3 separate regions of the Mus musculus genome follow, and regions 1 and 3 are each linked to region 2. Evidence: chromatin contacts called from public Hi-C data. All regions are on one chromosome and are shown on one strand. The core of a region is the stretch at or near the end of the contact, and the rest is flanking DNA. Distances in the headings are between cores, read along the strand shown.

Region 1 (4,451 bases), core at 1,370-3,869, 190 kb before region 2:
GAATGGTGGAGATGTGGGATGAAGGCTGAGGGCATAGACTGCGAATGCCTACCACCGGGGGCTGGGAGAAGGGAGGTGGTTTGCTTCTGTCCTCTGCTCATTTCTCATTTTCTGTTACTTTCTTCCCTAATTGGTTTCTTTCTCTCCTTTAACCTCCCCCTGCCCCCGTTCCACTTTGTGGCAATCCAGGCAGCTGGGGTGGCCTCTCTCCTGGGAGGAGGTCAGAAGAAGTTGCAGGACTTCTACGATTTACGCACTCACAAGAACCTCACCTTTGAGGTTATCATTATCGTTATCATTTCTGAGATGACTATGCCAGACTCCTCTGAGGCACTGTGCAGGTGATGGGGGAAGAGAAGTTTGTCATTTTTAGTAATATTCCTTATTAGCAGCTTTTAGTGTTGAAGCATTTAGTGTGTACCGAGGAGTTCACCACTTTTCTTCCCCAAACCAGAGACAGCTGTATGCCTCCATTTTGCAGAACATGGAAGATCAGTGGCTGGATTTGTACTGTTTGTTCAATAAATTACTTATGAAGCCACTTAGAGGCTAGAATAAAAGATGCTGAAAACCTCCTGACACCCCGTTATGTATAGATTCTTTTGGCGATCCTATTATTTATTCCCATAACAACCTGGTGAAGTACTGCTTACAGGATGGGATGGTGAGACTCGGGGAGTTTCAATAGATGGGATGAGGTTACACCACTAACTAAGCTTGGGACCGTCCACTTGAAAGCCTGCGCTCACTTGGACACGCTGCTGTCCCACTTCCTCTCCGTTGCTGCTATAGTCTAGTTTGAGTTTAGCAAGCGAAACTATCAGACAGTTCACCTGCGCTTCCTCATCTTGTGCCTCCGGTCTGCGTGCCTCCCACACTGCCTCTAGCTTTGAGAACAAGTTGGTGGCTGGCAGGCGTTTTTTTTTTGTGAATGGAGACATTTTCTTCCCCCTGTAATTATGTGTGAATTAGGTCACGGTGCATTGTGAACCAAGCTGGCTTTTGTCTGAATCTTCACTGAGTCCTCAAATGGATGCTTTGGCCTCAGGATCAATATTGGAAATACCAGTCTGCTAGTGACCATCAGTGGGGGGAAGAGGAAGGCTAGGAACAAAGTCTCCTTCAAATGCATCTCCTGCGGAAGGGAGCCAGTGGACTCAACGTCCTCCTTGCTTTAAATCCCCTGGAGTAGCTACGAAACAGAGAACTTGCTGGGTTGAAGAGAGAAGGGGTAACAGTCAGAATTAATTTTACATCTCCCAGGAGGGATGGCTCCAGCACCGCCAGCAAGGTTCCAATCCCTGTGTGTGACTGTCACAGTCCCCAAGGATGAAATACCGGCCTATGGAGGTGGCACTCATACTTTCCCCTTCCTCCACTTTAATTAAATCCATTTGTCCCAGGGTCATTGAGCCTGGGGACATCTATGGGCTCTGATCATCAAGCCACATACATTGGAAGGAGAGGATGGATGCTGTTCTGAGTTAGAAGGGGGTTTCTTCTCTATGACAGGAGAGTTCCCATTAGAAGTGGCAAGGAACAGCATATTATGAGGTTTGAGAGAAGAATTCAAAGCCCAGCTCCACACTTACGAAGCCTCATGACAACAGGCATCACTCTTTGCCCTGCTTTGAGCCTTTGGTCCTTGTATTTCAAAGGTTGGTTCACCAGAATGGTAATTTGAGTATCTCTTGTAAGACTATTGTGAAGACTGCACTAGATGGTAGAGCGTGATGCTTAGCCAATAGCAGGTGGTTTTCCCTTCCAGTCTACCCTGTAGGTGAGATGCCACCCTGCCTTTTGCTATAGGCTATGTCTGTGCCACCTGTGGGATATTCAGTAAAGCACAGCAGAGTGTCACAGACATGCTGCTGTGCCAGGCCATTTTTAACTCAAGCATTGCTTGCTCCAGGCTGACTGCAGGTGGCAGGGTAGTGCCATCCTAGGGAGACAAGTGACAGCTGAACTCCACAGGCTTCGGCTCCAATCCAATGCCCCATGCAGCTGGAGATCTGGTAATCCAGCCATATCCATTTGGAAGTGGGAAGGACTAAACCTGGAAGGAGTCAAGGCTCTTGTCCAAGGTCACAGAGGTTACTGGTAGTAAAGTCTGATAAGAACCAGGGTCCCTGGTAGAAGCTCTTCTCTGGTCAGTGAGGAGTCTGGCATCTCCCTATGTCAACCTGCCTCTGGAGCTGAATCAATAGAGCAGTACCCCCCCCCCCCCCGCCCCCTGGTTCCAGTCTTGGCTCAGAGACAAACTTGTTTTGCTCCTTTGATTTTTTTCAGCTTTTCCTCTTTAAAAGAACGGTGGAGAATAGTGATGGAGCTTCCCCACCCACTAAGGTTTTGTTGTTAACGAGGAAAGAGGAAATGAGAGGAAATAAGAGGAAGTAAGGCAACATCCATCAAGTGAGAGAAAATGCCATAGAGATATGAAACCCGAGCATCATTTGGTAGTAGCTCGAGTGCCTCATTTTCTGCTCTCTCCACAGACAGATCCTGAAGAAAGCCAATCAGGCCAGGTGAGAGCTGCAGGAGATGAGTGTTCATTAGTGCGCCATCCCTTGAAGAATCTCGAGCTCCCGGCAATTGGCAGGAGATGTGCATGTCTCTGTGTGTACATGGGTGTGGTGGTTAATATTGACTGCCAACCTGACAGGATGTAGAACTGCCTAGGAGACAGACCTCTGGACTTGTCAGTGAAAGGATTTTAGATTGGGTTTACTGAGGTGGGAAGACCCAACCTAAAACCATTCAATGGAGCGGTACCATCCAATGGGGCACTACCATCCAAGAGGGCAGTACCATCCAATGGGGAGGAGTCTCAGGCTGAAGTAAAAGAAAGAAGCCAGGCCAACACCAGCTTTTATGGCTCTATGATTACTCATCTCTGATGCAGTGTAACCAGCTGCCTTATGCTTTTGTCATTGTGCTGTCCCTGCTATGATGGCTTAAACCCTCAAACTACGAGCCAAAATAAACCCTTCTGTGATGGTTTGTGTATTCTCTGCCCAGGGAGTGACACTATTAGAAGGTATGGCCCTGTTGGTGTAGGGGTGTCACTGTGGGTATGGGCTTTAAGACCCTCATCCTAAGTGCCTGGAAGTCAGTCTTCCACTAGCCGCCTTCAGATGAAGATGTAGAACTCTCAGCAACTCCTGAACCATGCCTGCCTGGATGCTGCCCTGCTCCCATCTTGATGGTCATGAACTGAACCTCCGAACCTGTACGCCAGCCCCAACTAAATGTTGTCCTTTATAAGACTTGCCTAGGTCATGGTGTCTGTTCACAGCAGTAAAACCCAAACAAAGTCACCTTCCCTCCTTAAGTTGTCAGGTACTTTGTCATAGCAAAGAGAAAAAAACAACCAATCAAACGTCTTAGATAAAGGGCATGGGGGAGTGTGAGACCTTCCCAGGTCAGCACTGTGCCTTGTAGGGTAAAACAAAGCAGGAGGTGGGGTGGGGGGAATGAATAGTAACTCACCTGTCAGTCACATCGAGGAGGGACAGCACTGTATGCTGCCACAGGCTTAAGCCTTCGTCAGTGGCGACATGCCAGACAGTCCGGCTTTGCTCCTTTCCGGTTTTGTTCTCCACCAGCACCAGAGATACGTTTCCTCTCAAAACCCCGCGGATGAGCCAGGACATGCGGAGCTGAGAGAGAGAGAGAGAGAGATGCACACATCAGTTAAAATGTTATTGTACCACGGAAACCTCAAGTATCCTTGCAGCCCCGGCAGAAGCTTAAAGGACTTTGCTGGAGGCTCATCTGAATTGATCCAGCAAAGGCAGCTGATGCCCACAGCCTGATCTTGCTAACAGCTGCCAAAGGACTTTCACTGGAGTTCAAGGATCTGGGCAGGAACCACCATCGAGCAATCCGAAGCTTCATTGAGGCTGATGATATCACCCCAAATTTCAGTGATTCTACCTCTGCACTAGACCAGTAGGGTTATTCAGGCGAGCTTCCTTAAGGATACCCAAAGATTTTTGCCTATGGTCTCAACTCACTATGTGATGTAATAGAGGTGATTTTTTTTCCCATTCAATTTCTTTTGATTTAGGAATAATGGACTTTTGTATTCCTTCTAATAATTACAGGTGTTGTTTGAACAGTGTCAGATCACATGTTAGCTAATGGGAGACTTCCTCTCTCTCTCTCTCTCTCTCTCTCTCTCTCTCTCTCTCTCTCTCTCAGATACACACCTATATATCATGATATCCTAATATAGTTATCTTCCCAAATAAGGATGCTGCTTTGCCAAAAGGAAGCCGAAAGCGTCTGTTTTTGTTGTGTCGTGGGTTTCTATGGCACCATTCCCTAGACATTTGAAAGGAAACAGTAGCTAATAGTAGTCTTTATAAGAAAGTGTAAATGTAGTCATGTTCAGAGGCAGTGCAGGCTACAAACTGAGGTTTAAGATAATAGAGGTTGTGTTTGATCGA
Region 2 (4,826 bases), core at 120-2,619:
TTTGCTGATATTGTTGTTACCCTCAAATTATATACCAAAGGAAATTAAAAAGCACTACAGAGGAGGAAATAATGAATAGTAGCATTTAATTAAATCCAAAGTGGGTCCAATCAATGACTGCCTAATACAATAATGAGCTTAATTTAATTTTCATTTAATGGAAAAAAGTAAAGCTTTAATCAACGGCCTATGGAATTAATTGACAGCAACTTTTAAATTGTAAGTTTTTCCAAAGTGGAGTCCTAAAAGAATAACAATGACAAAAATAATGTCAACCCCCCCTGGTCTATATGCACTTTCCAGGAGCATAGAGGGAAAAGCTCCCGCAGTAAGCAGAGCTGAAGTCGGCACTTGTGGAACGCTGAATTAATTAAAAACCAATACTCTAACTTCATGAACTTTAGAGTCATCAAAAAGCAAAAGACAAAAATTGGATTTCTAAGAACTGCTGGTCTAGGGTTGTCGCTCAGAAAGAACTGAAATAAACAGATTTCCACATCGGGTGGTTGCCTGGTTACTTCCCAGGGGCTCCTGGCTGCTCTAAGAGCAGCAGTTGAGTGTAAGGAGAAAGCAGGTTGTGGGACAGATGTACAGGCCCTTCAGTTAACTGATCCATGGCTTGGCACAGGATTTGGTTAGATGGTGATGTGAGGCGACTTTTCCAATACCTCACTTTCAAAGCTTAATTTTTATTTGTGGTTTTGTTAGTGTGTGTGTGTGTGTGTGTGTGCATATGTGAGTGCAGACACACAGGCATGCCTGTCCATGTGTTGCCTGTGGAGGTCAGAGGTCAACCTCAGGCTTCATTCCTCGGAAGCCATTCACCTTGTCTTTTGAGACAGGCTCGCTAATTGCAGCTTGAGTAGGTTGGGCTGCCAGGCCCGTTCACCCCAAGGGTCTGGTGTCTCTCCTACCCCGAGATGGGACTGAAAGCCTGTGCTACCATGCCTGGCTTTTATGCGGGTTCTGAGAATCAAAGCAAGGCTCATGTGGCAAGTCCTTAACTGACTGAGTCATCTCCCACCCTGACCCCAAGGCCCCAATCTGTGAGAACACATCATGTCATTGTATTTGTTAAGCTTTAACTATTTGAAACCTCACACTTCCATGGGGGGAAGTGACTGTACTTGAACAGGTTTATCCATGAAGATGTGAACTGTGTGGCCACCGGGCACAACACCCAGGCAGCCGACAGTGGCCAGTCCTGAGCCTTCAGCTTAACAGCTCCATGACATCATGCAATTTATTTAACTGGTTGGAGACTCAAGTTCTCCACCTGAAAACAGAGTTGATGCTATCCGTTTGGCCATTCCTCACATGATTTGGTGCCTCAGCAGATGGTGAAGAAACACTTCTGCAACACCCACCACATACCAGTCAGCTTGCTCAACACTGCATTATGAACCACAGGACGCTGTTTGGGGACATAATCAGGGCCACAAATACAGGGCCAGATCCAGAGCTCACAGCCCATGCATCTGTCCCACCCTCTGCCACCTTGTGTTTGTTCCTGGAGGTCATACCGAGGGCAAATGTGAGGGCTCTGTGTGGTTGGAATTATTTCATCTTCTTTGTTCAGTTCATTTGCTTTTTACTTGTTGGTCTCGAGTTATGTATCACCTGCACACACACACACATGCACACACACATACAGACACATACAGATACACACACACACACATACAGACATTCACACACACACACACACACACACACACACACACACACACACACGACCCTTCACATTCTACCTGCCTTATGGATGTCACCTCTACAGCAGCAACTATAACCAACCCACATACAGTTCTAGATAACTCCAGGACAGGTGTTTGGAACAAAGCAGGTGCTATCAATATGTGCCATGTGAACAGTTACATTATCTGCAATCTCTTAGGCTGCTTTTCAGGCAACTGAAAAGTTCCTGTTACTTGCTCTTTAATAGTCTGTCACTTGCTCCACTGGGTGCCTGGTTCCTGTTATATAAGTAGTGTTTCATCAACTACTATATTCAGCAGGATGCTGGGGTCAATCCCTAACCCCCAAACTGAGACTGGAACACGAATGACTCACCAGCTCTCCTAAAAGTCTAATTAATCACAGCAGCGCCGGAGCAAAACAACATTAGCTCAGGCCATGTCAAGCAGTTTCCCTGGTATGACTGATGACTTTGAAGCAGTGGGGTTGGCTTGGGCAAGATACTATTGGGAATATTCCAGATAGCCTTCATGATCATATTTCATACATTTCACTGAGGTTGGTTGGAAAGCCAAGAACGGAAAAACAATGATGTCTAACAATCTAACCCTCCGTAATTTCCTCCACCTTCACTTTGCTAACAGTGCTCTGTAGGGAGAACGTTAAAGTGTTCAGTCACAGGAAAACTTTATAACCACAGTGTTGCAAATAGGAAGACTAGGTAGATTCTGCAGAAGAGAGAGTTGGTGGCACACTAATCTCAGCCTGGCCTCCCTCTGTGACAGAAGGCTGTTATCTATGTAAGGTCATTAGTTTGACTTAACAGAGCAGGGTAGAGGGTGCCACTTTAGCCAACTCAGCCCTCATGTTCTCTAGGATAGAAAGTGGGGCCCAACTAAACCACCAACCAAAGAGGATGGCCTTATCTGGAATCACTGGGAGGGGAGCCCCTTGGTTCTGTGGAGGCTGGATGACCCAGGATAGGGGAACACTAGGTTGCTGAGTCAGGAGTGGGTAGGCAGGTGGGGGAGCACCCTCATAGAGGCAGGGGAAGGGAGGAGGGGATAGGGGACTTGTGGAGAGGAAACTGAGAAGGGTGATAACATTCACAATGTAAATAAATAAAATAACCAATAAAAAATTAGCAGCAAAAGTTGGAAATATCCAGAAGTTGAAAGAAAGAAAGAAAGAAAGAAAGAAAGAAAGAAAGAAAAGGAAGAAAGAAAAGAAAGAAAGGAAGAAAGGAAAGAAAGAGAGAAAAGGAAGAAAGAAAAGAAAGAAAGAAACTGGGGCCCAAAACAGAAAACAGCAAAAGGGCTAAGGTTGATAAAGGAGAATCCCAAACTGACCATCATTATTTGGTTTTGTAAAGGCTCCACTGAAAGCTGAAAGCAGAATTCAAGATGCCTTATTAGCGGAAGCATAACTATGTGAATGGGTATGCAAAGGAAATAAATGAAGATGGAAATTATTTATTTATACACTTATATCATGTTAGCGTGAGCATTTTAAAAACAAGGTCTGTATCTTAGTTGGCTTTTGTTCTATTCTTAAAGCTTGGCGTGATGCCTTATCCTTAATAGATATGCAATGAATGATTAATTGAGTTCAATAGTCTCTAAGTGTTTTTCCAAAGATGATGTATTGATGATGTATTAATCTCATGCTTGCTCATATTCCAAATAGCCAAGCATGACAAATGCGCTATCTTGAATGTAATAGGTCATGCCACAGTGAACTCTCACAGGTAGGTTAACGGAGATGAGCTGAAACTTGGACCCCAGGTACTTTCTCTAATATATAGGGCTGTCTTTGGTACCAAAACGTGGGGAATGAGAGAGGTATGGTATCTCAGGGACATGCAATAGATGAATAGATATGCATTTACTCCGAAGGGAAAGTGGTCCTCAGAAAGGGGAAATAGATTAGAGAAGACATCAGCAAACCATTCTCATAAATATAGCAAGGTGGGAGTTCTGTAAGTACCAGGATATGGTCATCGTCCTACATCCTCAGTGGGGAGACTGTTGTCTAGTAGAAACTAGGCTGGCTAGGAACTCATCTACTTTATCCTCTATGGGTACACAGGAAAAGGGGTTGGAATCAAAAGACAGCATGTGTGCCTAGATGTTAAAAAAAAATCACAGAATTGCCACTGCCAATTATTGGAGCTATGGGTAGATATTTGGGGCTCAGCCTACAAACAATAGGGTCACATGATCTTGGTCAGGGTAGAAGAAGAGCTAAAACTCAGCATGCACAGCTAACACGCTCCTATCAGATGGTAACATGTCATGCTAGGCTCCGTGGTAGTATCCTCATGATATGCAAGTGCTCATGTGTCCAGCCAACATAGAGAAGGACATTTAGAGACCTATTAAGTTCTCTGGTGAGTGATTCAGAGAGCTCTGAATCAGTAGCACTAAGCTTACCTGGAGACTGGCGGAAGTTCAGAGTATCAGGCCTTGATCTAGATCTGCTGAGTCAGAAATCTGGGAGTCGGGGAAGGAGCTGAAGAGCCAGTAATTTGTTCCCACAAACCCCTCCAGGGACCCCCAAACATGCTCAGGTGTGGAAAACACGGAGGGAGAAATTGCGCCAGGCTTTCTTTCTTTCTGTGGATGTCATGAACCTGTTGGGCAGTGTAATGAGACTCTAGGCTCCTTCTTAGATGAACATTTTTCAAGTATAGAGAATTACAAAGGAAACCAATCACACTGAAATACACTTATCTGAGAAGATTCTGAAATATGCTTATAAAAATGTTATGATGCGATTATATATATGATTCTTTATTAATGCATTAAATATCACCATCTCGTGGAAGATCTAATAACATTTTGTAATTTTGAAGTAGCAATGAAGCCAAGCAGTATTTCAAGATGCCTGCAACACCTGTCATATAATTTCCATTAATGACAAAACCCACTGCTACTGAATAAAGGTTTGTTGTCCGCATTCACAATCTTAGAAATGCTAACTTTGAATTAGAGATTAAACAATGCTGTATTTTTATCAATTAAGTTAATGGACTCCTCAATTCCATCCAGGGTCCTCTGAGGATCTATGGATGTGGGATTAAGATATTTGTTTTAACCATTTGACAACCATTAGTTTACTTTGTTCTTTTG
Region 3 (4,682 bases), core at 312-2,811, 160 kb before region 2:
ACTAGGCAAGTCCTTTTGGAATAAGCAAATAATGCCCCCCCCCATCGTCTCCATTGGGTTCACAGTCTAAGAATGTCATCTGATAACAATCAAGGCCAATAGCAGAGAGATTTCCTCCTTTTATTGTGAACTATCTACCTGGTGTTTCAACTAATGGATTTGAAAAATCTCTTGGTTTATGATTTTCTTTGCTCTATTAGTATATAAAAAAAGCTACTGCTCCCATGTTAGGACATGGGATTTGGTGTAGCTATATCTGTGTTCCGAGGTTGTTGGTCATTGTATTTGGCTCCAGAATAAATGCTCTTATTTATTCATTCTCCTTTGACGCGAGGGCCATGTTTATTTTTGTATGTTGACCATGTTGTATCAGAAGTTAGGAGAGAAATGTTTCCTCAATAGCAGATCTCAGAGTCAGTCTCTCCTTCCAAAGCCCCAAAGCAGAGGAGAGGTTATCTCCCAAGGTAGTGAGTGGGGGAGCATTGTAGGGGTGCTAAGAACTGAGCCACAGGAATTCAGGGTACATGGGGGCCAAGAGTCATCTGTGCTCTGACCTTGTGACAGCTAGAACAGGACTGCATACTATGTGGGAGGGAATGGGGAGCCTGCTGACATTACCCTCCTCTTTACCCTCCAGCAGACAGGGGTCTAAATAGTTTCTATCCTGTCTCTAAGTGCCGACAAGCTAAACACTCAAACTATTAATGGTGTTGAAAGGGTGAAAATTCCATCCCACTCTGTTTAGACATTTAGAGAAGAGACTAGATTATGAGATTAGGGTGGAGCCCCTTTCGATCTGATCTATTGGATTCTACTGGTTTCATTTAAAAAAAGGTGGGGGAGGGGGAGGAGACCAGGAAGAAACACATTTATACCCCGGCCATGATACAGTACATCTGAAGAGGGGCCAAAGCCAGTACTCTGCTCTTTGGATTTCTAGCTGTGAGCTTCGTAGAAGCTGGGAGTTTAGAATGATAAGAAAGGCTCTCTCTTGTGAGACTATGCCGGGGCCTAGCAAACACAGAAGTGGATGATCACAGTCAGCTATTGGATGGGTCACACGGCCCCTAATGGAGGAGCTAGAGAAATTACCCAAGGAGCTATAGGGAACTGCAACCCTATAGGTGGAACAACAATATGAACTAACCAGTACCCGGGAGCTCTTGTCTTTAGCTGCATATGTATCAAAAGATGGCCTAGTCGGCCATCACTGCAAAGAGAGGCCCATTGGACTTGCAAACTTTATATGCCCCAGTACAGGGGAACGCCAGGGCCAAAAAGGGGGAGTGGGTGGGTAGGGGGTTGGGGGGGTGGGTATGGGGGACCTTTGGGATAGCATTGAAAATGTAAATGAGGAAAATACCTAATTAAAAATATATATATATAACCTAAAAAAAAAAAAAAAAAAAAAAAGAAAGGCTCTGGGCATGTGCTTGGTGACTTCATTTTCAAAGAATTCTTCTTTGGCTTTATCCTAGGAGATCCTTAGTCATAGCACAGATGGCTCTCACTCCAGCCTGCCACAGAAAACACAGGGAAACTCAAGGGCTTTATAAAGCTTCCTTCAACGTACAGCACATTTTAAGCTCTGCCGTTTATGCATACTGTGCACCCGCTGTGGCATCTTTAAGGGAATGTGAGTGAGTGTTTTGCATGCTGGATTCATCTTATGGCTTCTTGCACCTCTCCTTTATTTAAAATGAAGTCTGTTGTCTGAAGTTGGAAGCAAGGTAAGAACACAAACAAAATGAACATCCAGAATCCCGTAACCCAGAGGCTTCCCCTCCCCCCCCCTTTAAAAACCGTCTTGGCTGATTTACCTTGGGTTCTTTCTGTCTGCGATTTGGAAAGCGCTCATAGTCCCCTCATCTATGTACAGGTCTTAAAATAATGACAAACTTTTCCAAGGGTTTTAAACCTTTCCCTCTCCCAGTGTGATGCCCGCCATCATTTATTGAAACATTATTCAACGATTGGGCGGCTAGTCTGTTTATAATAACACTTTGAAGACTATCTTTGTGCATACACCTTTGCCCGTGTTTCCGATTATTTTCATAGGATAGGTTCCCAGAAGTGGAATTACGGAATCAAAAGGTATAAACATTTTAAAAGCTCTTGATACACATTGCCAAATTGCTTTCCAGAAGTGAATCCAATTTACACTCCTTCCCCAGCTGTGTTCACACATGCACCCCGTTCATTCTGCATCCTGGTCCACCCTGAGTAGTAGCAGAAGTTTTATTTTAAGCTAAAAGCTGTTTACTTTGATTTTTTTTTTTTTTTTTGAGAAGGAGGTTTTCATGTGTTCTCAGCTTTTAGATTCTTTTTATTCTTTTCAGGGCTGGGTTAAAAAAAAAACTCATGGTGTCAGCATGATAGGAAAGTACTCTACCCCTCTCATCCCTTCATCAAAGAGAACATGAGTACTGATTTACTAAGTACACATGCAGTCAATTACTAAGGTCTTGAATGCATTCTATTTGCATACACAGTGTATACGTTCATGGCATATTTGGGTATACAGGTGTCTAAAGATTCAATGAAATCTGAATGTGTCTCCATTTCTCTTTCTCTCTGTGATGCTTAAAGAGTATGCTTTCCTGTGGGATCAGCAAGCACTGTGTGTGGGCCACTGTCATTGTTTTGGGCGCACCTTCCATCAGCCTTTCTCTCTCAGCATCTGGATATTGGACCTTGTTCCTTACCCATTTTCACGAATTCCCTTTCTCTTTGGATAGCTGAACACATTACTTCTCAAATGTGGCATTGTTGAGGTTCTGCCTCATAGTATCATTAGCTGTTTGTCTGTCTTCTTCAGCAAACTGCCACTAACTTGAAGGGAGGTATGGAGTCTTCTGCGTCTGCAACAGTGTCTGGTAATATAGACCTCCTCACCCCCATAAAGACTGGGAATTAAACTGGTCCTGCATGTCAAAAGTGGAAGGTGTTATTCAATCTGTTTTACTGTTGAGAATACCAAGTTCCAGAGTGGTGACTGGCTTGCTGAGGGGTTGGTGGAAATTTATGTATTTCACATTGTCTGCTTTGTCATTTGTGCTGTTTCTCTCTAAGGGGCCATCCGAGTGATGAATGTGACTAATGCTGATGATGGGCATAGTGTGCAGAAGGTGGGCATATTTGCCCTTCACCCACAAGTCTTGACAAGGAGGGGTGCAGGAGCGTGCTGTCTTTTCTCTTTGGATGCCCAGGATTTGTAGATTTTTATTCTTGGGATCTCTTCCTGGGTTCAGGCTCAGCACCAGCCTGAAGAAGATATCTCTTTTAGCCCTGCTTCCTCTGCTGTCTCCCTTCTTCTCCTGGAGACTTCCAGATTCCTTGGTAGTGTCTTCCCAGGACTGAGTGAGTTTAATGCTTACTAGAGACTCAATTAGATAGACTCCAGGTACTCCAATCTCTACTGCCAGACCAAACTCAGAACTAATGAGGCACAACCAAAAACAACTGCTCTGTCTCCTCAAGTTCTTTTTTTTATGGAGCCCATAAATTCCTAGGAGGAAAATATCCTTGGTGAGTGGTTTTAAACAAGGACCCACATTTCCTAAACAGCGTCTTCTCTGTGGTTGTACAAGTATTGTTCTGCCCTGAGGGGTGGGCTGAGACCCTGGTGTAGTTGTAGCCTGTCTTTGGAGCAATGAGGAAGGGGAGGGGCTTGAGCATACAAAAGCAACCCTTGTATCTCTGCAGGTATCCTACGGGTGCTGGTAATTTCTAAGTTTCACTGACACATCTCAGGTTTCCCAGTCACATAAGGAAAGAGAGCAAATCACCTGTGGGAGAGCTGATGCTCAGGGGTCGTTCATTAATAATGGTCATCACTATGGAAATTTACCTATTAGCCCTTGAAACAGCATTTCCTTCCAGACTGACAATGTGAGTCACTGGGCGTGTTAAATCCCAGTCACTCCTTATTTTTGCATAGCATTTTAATAGCCTGCAATGTGCTTCCTTGAGCCTTCTTTGTCTGAAGCCTATAAAAACCTAGTGGAACAGTTATTATTCCCACCTGATTAATCAGACTGGGGGGTTTAAGAGCCTAAGCAATGCTTGTTGCTTTTTAAACAGTTGCTTTTAAAACATGTGGCCAGTTGCTTACTGAGGTGTTTTACTAGTAAACCAAAGACGGGGAACCCAGAACTTGGTCAGATGGTCCTCCAGTGCCGCCTTGTACCATGACTCATGATGGGACCATCTTGCACAAGCAGTGCCCGATGTCCCCAGAAGTCACCTGGCAGGTAGGTGAGAAATAGTTTTGGTGTTCGTGCATCACCCAGGTCAATGTCATATTTCTCTCTGGAGGAGATGTCCTTAGACCCAAAGGAGGAGATGCCCAGAGATCCCTGGGTGTTTCTGGAGGCACACAGTTGAGTGGCATGACCTTGGGGGACTGGAGGAGGAATCCGAAGCTTAGTATATGTGGGATCTCAGATGGGTCCTTTGTCTCTCTGTTTCTGCTGTCCTTCTGCATGCTGGAGTGTTGACCTCAAGTCTTATCTCAAACCCTCTTCCCATCCATGATCTCCTTATTGGGTTCTAAGCAGTGTCACTGATGGTTACGAGTTGATGAGATGGATTTGCTATCATTAGTGCCAACTTGATTAATGCCCAGCGTTGTAGATGGCTCTCCCTTGAAGCTGGCCTCACATTGGCATTTTCTGTCCCAG

Evidence for each region. Hi-C and Micro-C count contacts between places; a contact is called where the count stands out from the background.
Region 1: a contact with region 2 is called in a Hi-C map of the N1E-115 cell line, with 4 times the contacts expected there. The contact joins two enhancer-like sites. A contact is called at or near these places in 8 of 484 Hi-C or Micro-C datasets (the C2C12 cell line, the N1E-115 cell line, embryonic fibroblasts and 4 more).
Region 3: a contact with region 2 is called in a Hi-C map of embryonic fibroblasts, with 1.7 times the contacts expected there. The contact joins two enhancer-like sites. A contact is called at or near these places in 3 of 484 Hi-C or Micro-C datasets (adipose-derived mesenchymal stem cells, embryonic fibroblasts and nephron progenitors).

The regions. Positions count from the first base shown.
Region 1 is chr17:71,963,997-71,968,447 of GRCm38.p6, forward strand. Alk (anaplastic lymphoma kinase) reads right to left here. Exons shown (of 29, transcript NM_007439.2): 9 at 3,490-3,659. Among named protein-coding and RNA genes, the nearest start is that of Gm41613, 160 kb to the right of the region's middle. Within about 2 kb of position 2,620, at least 24 of the 459 cell types and tissues checked have an H3K27ac peak or open chromatin away from gene starts, as enhancers often do. A contact at or near this core is called in the N1E-115 cell line, where this site is marked.
Region 2 is chr17:72,157,067-72,161,892 of GRCm38.p6, forward strand. All of the region lies in intron 4 of Alk (anaplastic lymphoma kinase), which reads right to left. Among named protein-coding and RNA genes, the nearest start is that of Gm41613, 30 kb to the left of the region's middle. Within about 2 kb of position 1,370, at least 31 of the 459 cell types and tissues checked have an H3K27ac peak or open chromatin away from gene starts, as enhancers often do. A contact at or near this core is called in the N1E-115 cell line, adipose-derived mesenchymal stem cells and embryonic fibroblasts, where this site is marked.
Region 3 is chr17:71,996,315-72,000,996 of GRCm38.p6, forward strand. All of the region lies in intron 5 of Alk (anaplastic lymphoma kinase), which reads right to left. Among named protein-coding and RNA genes, the nearest start is that of Gm41613, 130 kb to the right of the region's middle. Within about 2 kb of position 1,562, at least 30 of the 459 cell types and tissues checked have an H3K27ac peak or open chromatin away from gene starts, as enhancers often do. A contact at or near this core is called in adipose-derived mesenchymal stem cells and embryonic fibroblasts, where this site is marked.